Regions from separate parts of the Mus musculus genome. Here region 1 is linked to region 2. Evidence: chromatin contacts called from public promoter capture Hi-C data. All regions are on one chromosome and are shown on one strand. Each heading gives the region's core, a stretch centred on a gene start, on an enhancer-like site or on the middle of the called end of the contact. The rest is flanking DNA. Distances are from core to core; before and after follow the strand shown. Region 1 holds the start of Olfr750 (olfactory receptor 750). Region 2 holds the start of Ttc5 (tetratricopeptide repeat domain 5).

Region 1 (5,581 bases), core at 1,220-3,719, 290 kb after region 2:
TGGTTGGTTTTTGAGACAGGGACTGTCTATGTGGCCCTGGCTATCCTGGAACTCACTATGTACACCAGGCTGCTGGGGCGAACTTTTGAAGGTGCCTTTTGATCTTCAATTATACTTTCTTTTCCTTTTTGAGACCAGGTCTCACCATGTAACCCTAGCTGGCTGGAACTCACCAAGGAGTAGGTGCACGCACCACACCTACTAAGTAAACAGCGGAAGACGTCTGTCATCTTAGGCACAGATATGCGTCTTGGCTTACTTTGTAGTTTATGTTGGCTTACTATGTAGTTTATATTTTCCAAAACAACCTTTGGAAGTTTGTAGTTAAAAGCCTTTAGGAATGTACTGACTTGAAATATTGCAAAGAGGGCCTGCCAGACTGCACACGCAGAACAAAGGGTCAGGGGGTCCTAAAAAGTGCTACTGTTGCACATTGAGAAACCTATGTAGGTCCTGGAATTCCTTTCAGCCTGTGCCATGGCCACTCTACTCCCACAGACACGAGGCAGAGAAACGATCGTAAGCGGTCTCCTTATCTGGAGTAAACTTGGTGACTCTGTTAATGAAGCCATACTGTTTAGCTTTGTTTTTCTAATTTTTATTTTATTTTGGGTGTATGGGTGTTTTGGCTACGTGTGTGTGTGTGTGTGTGTGTGTGTGTGTGTGTGTGTGTGTGTGTGTGTGCCACATGCATGCAGTGCTCTTGGGGGACAGAAGAAGATGCTGGAGTACACTGGAGACCTATGTTTTAGCAAAGTTGTGGTCATCGATTTTAGATTCAGTGTTGGGCCCAACATCTCTATTCCATCTTAATTTATCCAAAGCCTGCCCCCTAGTGGCACACTTCCTTCAAGGAGACCTCACCCACTCCAACAAGGCCACACCTCCTAAGAGTGCTACTCCCTATGGACCAAGAATTCATACACTTGAGTCCATGGAAGCACCACGCTCCCCTAATTTAGGGTTGATCAGTTTGAAGAAAGAATAGTTGGTTGGCCTATAACTGTTGTGTCTATCAGCTGGGGGCCTATTGGCAAGGGGGAAAAAAGCCTTCCAGGCCTTTGTTTTAAGCTGCCAAGTTTTTGTAACAGATCAGGAGGGTAAGAAAAGACAGCAATGTTGGAAGTTGGTCACCTTTATTACCTAGCTGTGGTCCCTCTCCCTGTCTACCTACCAGAGAATCTCTGTCTGACTCCTAGTCTCACATGGCATACCCCATATTCCCCACATAGGCACATAATTAATAAAATAAGATATTGAAAATAGTGTGAGTTGTTATTACGACGCATAATATAGAGTTAATTCATTTTGCTTGAAAGAGAAATGTAGGCTTGTTCTCCTTGAAGCTCGTCCTGGCTCCTCTCATGATGAAGGAAAAGCTGGCAATGGAGATGTGTGGACCTGAGACTGAGTCCCCACGCTTTCAACTGGCTGTCTTCTTTCTCAAACTATCCCCAAGTAAAGACTGTTCTAACAGCTTGGCGACTACCTTCCTGAACATCTCTTTCAAAGCTTCCTTGACTTGATCGTTGCGCAAGGCATAGATAAAAGGATTCAGCAGAGGGGTCACAAATGTTGTTATCACGGTTACAGACCAGTTAGTATCCACAGAGCCGCTCTGGGATGGCCTTACGTAGAGGAAAATGGCACTTCCATAGAAGAGGGTTACCACCATCAAGTGAGAAGTACAGGTGGAGAAAGCCTTCTGCCGACCGGAAGCAGAGGGGATGCGCAGGACCGCCAGGACTATGTGGCCATAGGACGCACCAGTAATGGTGAGCGAGGACATGATGACAAGAAAGGCCAGGACAAAGTCAGCCTCCTCCAGTCTCGTGGTGTTGGTACATGCCAGGTGAAGCAAGGGTCCACTGTCACAGAAGAAGTGCTGAACCACAGCACCCTGTTTGCAGAAAGGAAGCAAGGCCACAGCCACTGTGGGGCCAAGCACAGGGAGGAGTCCCCCCATCCAGCAGGCCAAGGCCACCCGAAAGCACACGGCTCCATTCATTAGCAAGGGGTAATGCAGAGGACGGCAGATGGCCAGGTAGCGATCCACAGACATGACGGCCAACAGTAGGAACTCAGAGGCCCCCAGAAAGAAGTAAAAGTAAAACTGAGTGATACAGGCAGCAAAGGAAATGGTGTGCCGTCTCGAGAGGAAATTGCTCAGCATCTTCGGAATGATGACAGAAGTGATCAGAATCTCGAGGCAGGACAAGTTAGCCAGGAAGAAATACATGGGTGTCTGCAGGCGGTGATCCGCCCCCACCAAGACAACAATCAACGTGTTGCCTGTTAGAGTCAACAGGTAAACGAAAAGGAACACGGAGAACACTTCCGCTCCTGTGCTGTTGAGATTCGGGAAGCCTGCCAGGACAAACTCCGTAGTGCCGACACTCTGGTTCGCACGTGGAGCCATTATTATCTTTCCCAGCTGTAAAGATGAAACGACGTTCTATCACCCATCCTGAAACTCAGAGAAATTTCCCCTAAAGGGTAGCCACGTCTTAGGAAAGCGTCCGGAGTCTATATCTTCAACGATCTTGTTCTCAAATCTCGACTGATGGCTCTTCATTATGATGGGGAAAGTATCTCTGAACATCAGAGTTGGGTGAAAATACGAGAATGAGATTTTGTGAAGAAACAGAGCTCCGGCTGATTTCCTGCTTTAGAATTCTTGCTGTTTACACACACCCCGGTCTCCTACGCTCTGCTTTTCAATTACAAACTTTGGTAAGGAGCAAGAGAAATAACAGGACAAAGGATTCAAAAGTTTCCTGTGTCAACCTAACGAACTGGCAGAGAAAATCAGGACGAAAGTCAAAGCCCAGGCTTGGCTTGCCCCACGTTTGGAAGCGGATCAAGAGATGGGGTCCTTGCTTGGGTTTCAGTTACCCAGTTAAACAATTAGCTGCAGAGACCAGGGTATTTGATACACCAATTCTCCCCTTTTATGGAGAATTTTCACAATAAACCAAGAACCTAACTAAACTCAGATTGACACAAACTACTTGCATTTCTGAAGTAAGTGTAGTACACATAAAGGAGGCTGACTATAGCAAGAAGCCATATTGATCCATTCACTTACTCGGTTGCATTCAAGCTAAGTGCCCCGGCTAACATTAATATCAGCCCATGAGGCCTTTTTTCAATTTGTGACATTTTCCCTTCTGAGACAGAATCTGAAGCCTTTTCAAAAACAGGCTGTCAGAAACAGAATTGCAAATCACTGTTATAATTAATTAAACTGGAAATGAAGTAGATTCAAGCCATTCCAGTCCCACAAACTTAAAAAAAAAAAAAAAGGTTGAATTGATGGTATTGTAAAGTGCTGTCTCTAAAAGTCTCCACTAAAAGATAACAGAAAACACAAACTAAAGAAAAGAAAAAACTAAAGACTCTCAGTAGCAAAACATCAAGGTTGATTTTCAGAGCGTTGATTTTTCTCTAGCTAAATTGTTCCGAACACACCCCATTCTTGCAGTGACATTTTAGGACAACGGTCCCATTCCCAGCAGATGTTAGACTCCTGACTCTCTACTCTGGTCCCCCTTCTCACCTCTGGATCTCAGATGCGGGAGTGGGAAGCACGTGCCCCTTTCGTCTAGGATACAGGAGCTTTGTGGTTATCCGCCTTAGGGGCTCATCGCTGGCACTTCTCCCTCCAGCATCTACAGAAATCGCACTGCGCAGGTCAGGACTACAGTTTTACCTCTGCTCTCACCATGTGCCGCATTCTGTATTTAGCGATTCAAAGACAGGCCATGTTGCTGGATCACTGTCCAATGCCTAACATGACAGAAAAATTAGGGCTTGTGACCAGTAGCGAAGAAATGCTACTGATATGTACAGAATGCTAGGAAGAACGTGAAACACGAGCCTTAGAGGGTAAGTAGTGCTCTCAAGAAAGAGATGCCTAAAATATAGGACTGAGCACTTGAGGGGACAAGAACACTTCCACGAAGCAAAGCATTTGACCTAAGAACAGAAAGTAAGAGTGAAGTGTAATGAGAAGGCACTGGGCACCTCAAAGCAGATTTTTTTCCCCCCCTGGCTCTCTGTCATTCCTTGTGAAACCACCTCATTGGACTGAGCCTATCTATATCTGAAGTAACGGGGGATGACTCTCCTGCTCCAGAATGCCCTTGATATTTCATAAGGGTAGGACCCTGAAACGTTTATCTTCCCGGTTTGTAAGTCAGTATCACCTCCACCGTCCCACCCTTCCAGCAGCCTGCAGCACTATGAAACTGAGTGTAGCCTGGTATCCTTGCAGCTCTGGGGATGAATCTGCACTTGGGAAAACAAGAAATCGGGTAAGGCCTCTTCCCTTGGGTTCTTTTCTCCTTGGCATAGCCTCTGGTGCTGATCTCCTGCCTAGTGAGCATAGGGGCTTTTCTGACCCTGAGGAGGGTGTTACATTGTTCCTCACAGATTTGCTCTGTTCTGTTTGTCTGATTGAGTGATTTGAGTCAGGGTCTCACTAAGTAACCTTAGACCTTGCTATATAGACCAGGTTAGCCTTGGATTCACAGAGATGGATATAAACACTGTTTCTGGATATACTGCCCCTTCTTATACCAGGAGCAAGTCAAACTTCAGGGCCCAGTCTCCTTCTGTAGATAGAATGGCTCCTACAAAATGATCAGGGTCCTGGGCTGACTTAGGCACAGTTCATGTGAAAGACAATTGTCTCAGCACTAAAATGTCACTGCAAGAACAGAAGCTAGAAGGCAGGGGGTGAACATGGACTGTTACTTCTACCTTAAGAGTACAACACTGCCGGGCAGTGGTGGCGCACGCCTTTATTCCCAGCACTCAGGAGGCAGAGGCAGGTGGATTTCTGAGTTTGAGGCCAGCCTGGTGAGTTCCAGGATAGCCAAGGCTATAGAGAGAAACCCTGTTTAAAAAAAAAAAAAAAAAGAGTACAACACACTTACCAATAGATATTCTCTCTAGTGGTTGAAAAACATATTTTTTTTGACTTGACGGGCTTTAGGAATAGAATGTCCATTGTTTTGCTTTTAGATCACATTCTTCCTGGCTCCTGGATTTAGATCGAGTGCAGGGAAAAATCACTTAAAGTCATTGGTCTCTAATAAATCGCTGTATTACAAGGTAGAATCTTCCATGTGCCACTTTGGTTTCCAGCGGAGAAATAAGACTTGATCCAGACATATGGAGCTTAAGGAGCAGCAGGGCTGGGGAGAGAGAAATTACCCAGACAGCAAGACAATAAAAGAGAGAGTTGGGGTGCAAACATGTCCCAGTGGTCCTCAAAATTTGTGATTCTATGATAACTTCCTAGATCCTGGGCCTGGTAAATCTGAAAAGGAGACAAAGAATATTTTCTTCACTTGACATCAACCATCCTAAGTCAGGCAACTGCAAGAGAAGCATGAACCACGGAAATGAGAGAACTCATGGCACCTGACCAGCATCAACCGCCTTGCTCCTCATGACACTCAGGGGGAAATGTCTGTAACTCAAGCAACAGAGACTTCACCTCTTCACCCTGAGGACTTAAAATGATAATGTGACTCTTCCCCTTGGGTTCTATGGTAGAAAATAATGGGAGACC
Region 2 (5,167 bases), core at 268-2,767:
TGATATGGCCTATTCATTCATTACTTTCTGAAATGGCTGATGTAAGTTCCATAATGGAAAGAATTTCTTGTTGATTAGGGCTATACTTAATCACTAGAACAAGGGCTGGGTCATGATCAACTCACATTAAATACAGTGGTTAAATTAACTAATGTAGTGCCTATGTTATTAACAAATTCGTATGCATAAGTAAAGTCCTACCCTGATAAAAACAATAAGCTGACACCTTCTTTATAAGTATTTCTTAACTTTATGTATATTATTCCCAGGAAAAACAGGTCCTGAAGAGACTGGTTTCAGCACATATATAAAGTCAGCATGCTCTACTCTGTTCTATAATAATAATAAAATGGTCAACATGATCTGTGGAACACAATTTGTGGAATTTTTAAGAGAGTTCTAAGCAACAGTCACAGCCAGTTTCTTTTTGTCATGCAATGAGCATGGCTGTAAAGTTAAAGGAAAGTGTTATTGTTGTGTTTTAGTCGTTTTGATTTTGCTGAACAAACTTCTGTGGTGGCAACAGCAACACAAATGAGTTGTTAATGAATAGGAAAGTGTGAAAACAGGAAGTGATTCACGGCCACTCCAAATAGCCTCAAGGACAACACCATTCTGCATAACGTTTTGTATTTCTTTCCTATGCATACAAATGTACAAAGTGCATCCAAAGTCTCGCTGCCGATAGGATTAAAAATCTGACTTCTGCCAATCCCACTAAGGAATAGTTAACCAAAGTCCATGTTCTGAGTGTTCTTTTAACTCCCACAAGAAACAAAGAAACCTAATCAATGCTTTAAATTTTGTTAGATTTGGTGGCTCAGGCCTTTCATCTCACCACCTGCGAGGCAGAGACAAGTAGATCTTTAGGAGTTCGAGGCCAGCGTGGCCTGTAAAGCCAGTTCCAGGCGACCCTGATTCAAAACAACAAACAAAATTGCTAGAAGTGTATCTAGTTTAAATGCAAGGATGTCTTCGACCACAAACTAAGTTTCGGAGGCTTAAAGAAAATCTTAACTATTAAAAACAAAAATAAAAACGCATACTTGAAGGAAACTCCTCTCTGCCTTTCCACAATAGTCACCTGGGGAGTGGGTGGGGTTAAGAGATTAACTCGACAAATCCGAAAACCAACAACCAGGGCATCTGTTCTGCAGTCTATTTCTGAGTGTGGCCAAGTTCAATGCAGAAAGATGCTAAAGAAATGGCTGCTGCTGTGGAGCACAAACAACTCGGTTAACAGTCGGCAGCCACCTGCCACTCCGCGTACAAAGCTACTTGTTACCGAGGAAACCCGGTGGGCAGACTCCCTCCGGGCGCCCACCGAGCAGCCCTCAGCACCGGCTGAACCGCCGCACTCCGCCGCCCGGGCCCTGACCACTGCACTTCCTCCTTTCAGAGCAAGGAGCCAAAAGATTTTAACTCACAGCCTCACCTGCAATTTCTGCAAGACGTGCTTCGCTTCTTCCTCTTCATCAGCCATCATCCCAGCCGCTCTCAGCGTCTCCTCCCCCAACTTTTCAACCACAGAGACTCAGCCATGCCTACGCTGAAACCACAGCGACCCCTGGGGCTCCGGAGGCCCATCTGCGCCTCAGAGACACAGCTACAACCCAACTTAATCCAGAACTTGGTGTCTCAAAGATGCCCTAGAACTGCTTTGGGGTTTTGTTTTGCTTCTTTTTATTGCGACAGAATCTCACCCACCAAGTAGATCAGATTGGCCACGTAGATCAACGTGGCTATGTTGTCCAGGCTGGACTTTTGCCACAAACCCTCAAACTGGGATAACAAACACCTGCTGAGTTTGTGATCACTTTCGGTTTCATAAATAAATTTCCTAGTTTTATAATTCCCTTCCCAAATTCTGGAATCAAAATGTTCTTAAATTAATTCCATTCATTTTTTTGTTTTGTTTTGTATATTCTTGTCCTTTTTTACATCACTCTTAGAAAGCAAGGCCGACTATGAAAGTATGCATGTCAGGTGGTATTTGGAAGAGAACTCCCTGCAAGGGAACTTGTCTGAATATATACCAACTGAAGATATCTGCACGTGTAATTTTTAGCTTTTTAATGTATGATCCTAATAAGTCTACTATGTTTGAGGCTGGCATGCCACCATACTGTACATTAATAATGTTCTCATGTTTATTATTTCTGTAATAAACCATCTCTGAAGAGAGAAACAGGGATTGAGAACTGCAGGTGACTTGAGAAGTCTTCTCAGTGTATTTTCCATTTTTTACCTTGAACATGAATTGCCTATTCAAAAATGAAAAATTTAAACCTTCTGTTTGTTTGAGACAGAGTCTGATATATCCCAAGCTGGCCTGGAACTTGCTATGTAGCCAAAAATAACCTTGAATCCCTGATCTTCCTGCAACCACTTCCAAGTGCTTGGATTATAGACATTCGTTACCCCTGGTTTTTAAGTTTTGAGACACGGTCTCACTATGTAACCTCAATTGTCTGAAAGTCTGTATGTAGATCAGGCTGACCTCGAACTCAAGGAGTTCCTCCTGTCTCTGCCTTCTAAGTCCTGAGATTACAGACAGGCATCACCACATCCAACCACAATCTTAAAACTTTTAAAATTCCTTTGCTAAAAAAATTATCTCTGCAAAAAGACATTAAACACCTCCAAATGCTTCCAAAAAGACTGTGCAGCAGAGACAAAGAAAAAAAGTGATCATTTCCTGAAGTGGAAATTTCTGGAGACTCAGGTCATAATGCTTTGCTGGGGCAGACAGGTGAAAGGATGTTTGGCTGAAGCAGACACAGGTGAGAGGATGTTTAGCTGAAGCAGACACTTGAGAAAGAATATAAATATGATCCCACAGACAGTGAGTGGGACAAGGCTTGTGCTTTGGCTCATCTTGCACCTCGCTAGTCTCAGTTGATAGCGCTCTAGGCCTTGCACCACCTTGCTGATCTCTGCTTCTCACTGATCTTAACAGAGAGTAACTCACCCAAGAACTTCTCATGATATTCCGACGGCTTCTTGCCATTTCCACAGACTCCACACCGACCCAGCAGAGCCTCTCAGTTTATTCTGAATCCAGCTACAGCTGCTGAACTCGTATGTGGTGTCTGCTGAGTGGATGGAACTGCATCTGCTGATTGGTGTGTGGTAGTTTGCTAGTAGAGTGAACTGCTGATAATGCTGACAACAAAGATTGGAATCACCCAAAGAACTCTTTCTAAACTAAACAGGTCCACTTCCCGTGTCCTAATAACCTTTCTTTTGCATGACCTCTGGTGGGTGGGAGGCTAGAAGTGAAGTTAAAGAATTTAAGGACCCTTATTAAAGTACGTTTTGAAAAAAAAATCTAAGCCTACAATTCCCTCTGCTTTTTTTCATGCCTTTAAAAGAGCCCACAATGGGGCAGTCGAGATGGTGCAGTAGTTAAGAGCACTTGCTGCCTTTCCAGAGGATCCAGGTTCAGTTCCTAACACCCACATGGCAGACCACAACTGACTATAATTCCAGTTCTAAGCTATCTGACACACTTACACAGGCATACATGCATGCAGGCAAAAACACTAATGCACATAAGGTAAAAAAAAAAAAAAAGAAATCATAAAAAATGAAAAGCCTGACATGCAAATTAAAATTAACTTTTTTAAGAAACATAATATTCCTGACAGTTTATAATTAAATTTTTTTCAAATTTACCCTACTTATATTTCAAACTGTTCAAGATGCCTATTTCCTTATATTTTTCCAACAAAATTGAAAAATCTCATAGAAAGAATATTTCTTAAACTATAATCTAAAATCTTTTTACTAGCTATAAAATATGTATTTTCACTTATTGGTCTTGGTGTTAGGTGCTTCAGGGAGGTAGGCAATGCCATCAAGGGGCAATCATCTCAACCAAGCTTTCTGCCCTGTGCAGAAAGGCGACTAGGGAAGCAAGACTGGCAAGCCCCACACTGTGCCATGCAAGATGACAAGTCACTGTGTCTCTGTTGGTGCATCTTATCCCTGCTCCCAGAGGCACTGGCATGTCTCTGCTCCTGTCCCCAAGAAGCTCATGATTGCTGGCCAGTATTGATAACTGCTACCCATCAACCAGGGGCTGTACTTGCCACCATGGACAACTTTGCCAAGGCCACCATTGATGCCACCTTTAAGACCCACAGCTACTGTGGGTCTTGCCCCCACCATCCCCAACCTCTGGAAACAGACTGTCACCAAGTGTCCTTATCTGGCAAAATTCACTGACCATCTCCATAGTAAGCTCAGGCCTGAAAAATAATAATAATAATGTCTCCACAAAAACAAAGCTAGAAAGGTTAACTCCGTCTCACACTGGTGTATGTGGAGGGAAAACCCTTGGAATCCAGTTACTGTTCGCCCTCTAGTGGAACACTAATTGAATGTACTAACTAGGCACAATTACCCTATAAGTCAGAAATAGTACTTGATAAAGAAAAACTGTTTAAAAGCATTAATATACCTTCTTATAGTCAGCAGCACTAGTATAGGAATGGCTTGATAAGTTCTGATTAAAGTTGACCTTCACAAATCTTTCACCTAATCTGTAACCATGTTAATGTGCTTTGAGGTCATTTCTAAGTAGGAACCACTCGTACTTTATAGTCAACCTGTTCAGAATTGACTGAACCAAGAGAACACTGTAGAGTCAGTCTTACTACACTCTGGACCTCCAGTGCATCTCCGGGCTCACCTGAATTCACAGCCTTAGCAATGTTCTGTAAGCAAGGCCAGAAAAACAATTTTCTCCCTTATAAGATTTGCATAGAAGACTAAGCAAAAGCTACTTGGTCCTTTTTGGTTTGTATAGGTTCTTGAGACAGGGTTTCTCTGTGCAGCCCTGGCTGTCCTAGAATTCACTCTGTAGACCAGGCTGGCCTCAAACTTAGAAATCTGCTTGCCTCTGTCTCCTGAGATAAAAGTTGTACATCACCACCACTTGGGTCCTCATGACTATATTTGCTGTACAGCTCAATAAAGATGGCCTTTATTCAGCATTTTAGATTAGGTAATTAGAATGCTAGAGACCAAAGTCTTCACACTCTTGTGCACAGGGACACAGATAATTAAAAATAAAAATATGCCGGGTGGTGGTGGCTCACGCCTTTAATTCCAGCATTTTGGAAGCAGAGGCCGGCAGACTTCTGAGTTCAAGGCCAGCCTG

What was found. Promoter capture Hi-C pulls out the DNA fragments that hold promoters and counts their contacts.
Region 1: a contact with region 2 is called in a promoter capture Hi-C map of hematopoietic stem and progenitor cells. The contact joins the promoter of Olfr750 here to the promoter of Ttc5 in region 2. A contact is called at or near these places in 23 of 39 promoter capture datasets (3T3-L1-derived adipocytes, the C10 cell line, the HPC-7 cell line and 16 more), 4 of 15 datasets of contacts at CTCF or cohesin (CD8 T cells, the NIH/3T3 cell line, embryonic stem cells and 1 more), 106 of 484 Hi-C or Micro-C datasets (B cells, the C2C12 cell line, CD4 T cells and 72 more), 46 of 115 datasets of contacts at active chromatin or transcription factors (the 230-238 cell line, CD8 T cells, the NIH/3T3 cell line and 30 more) and 4 of 9 other capture datasets (adipose tissue, liver, macrophages and 1 more).

Annotation. Positions count from the first base shown.
Region 1 is chr14:51,068,973-51,074,553 of GRCm38.p6, forward strand. Olfr750 (olfactory receptor 750) reads right to left here and starts at 2,470. Exons shown (of 1, transcript NM_207558.2): 1 at 1,339-2,470. The coding sequence starts at 2,419. The coding sequence ends at 1,424.
Region 2 is chr14:50,784,003-50,789,169 of GRCm38.p6, forward strand. Ttc5 (tetratricopeptide repeat domain 5) reads right to left here and starts at 1,518. Exons shown (of 10, transcript NM_001080949.2): 1 at 1,436-1,518. The coding sequence starts at 1,486.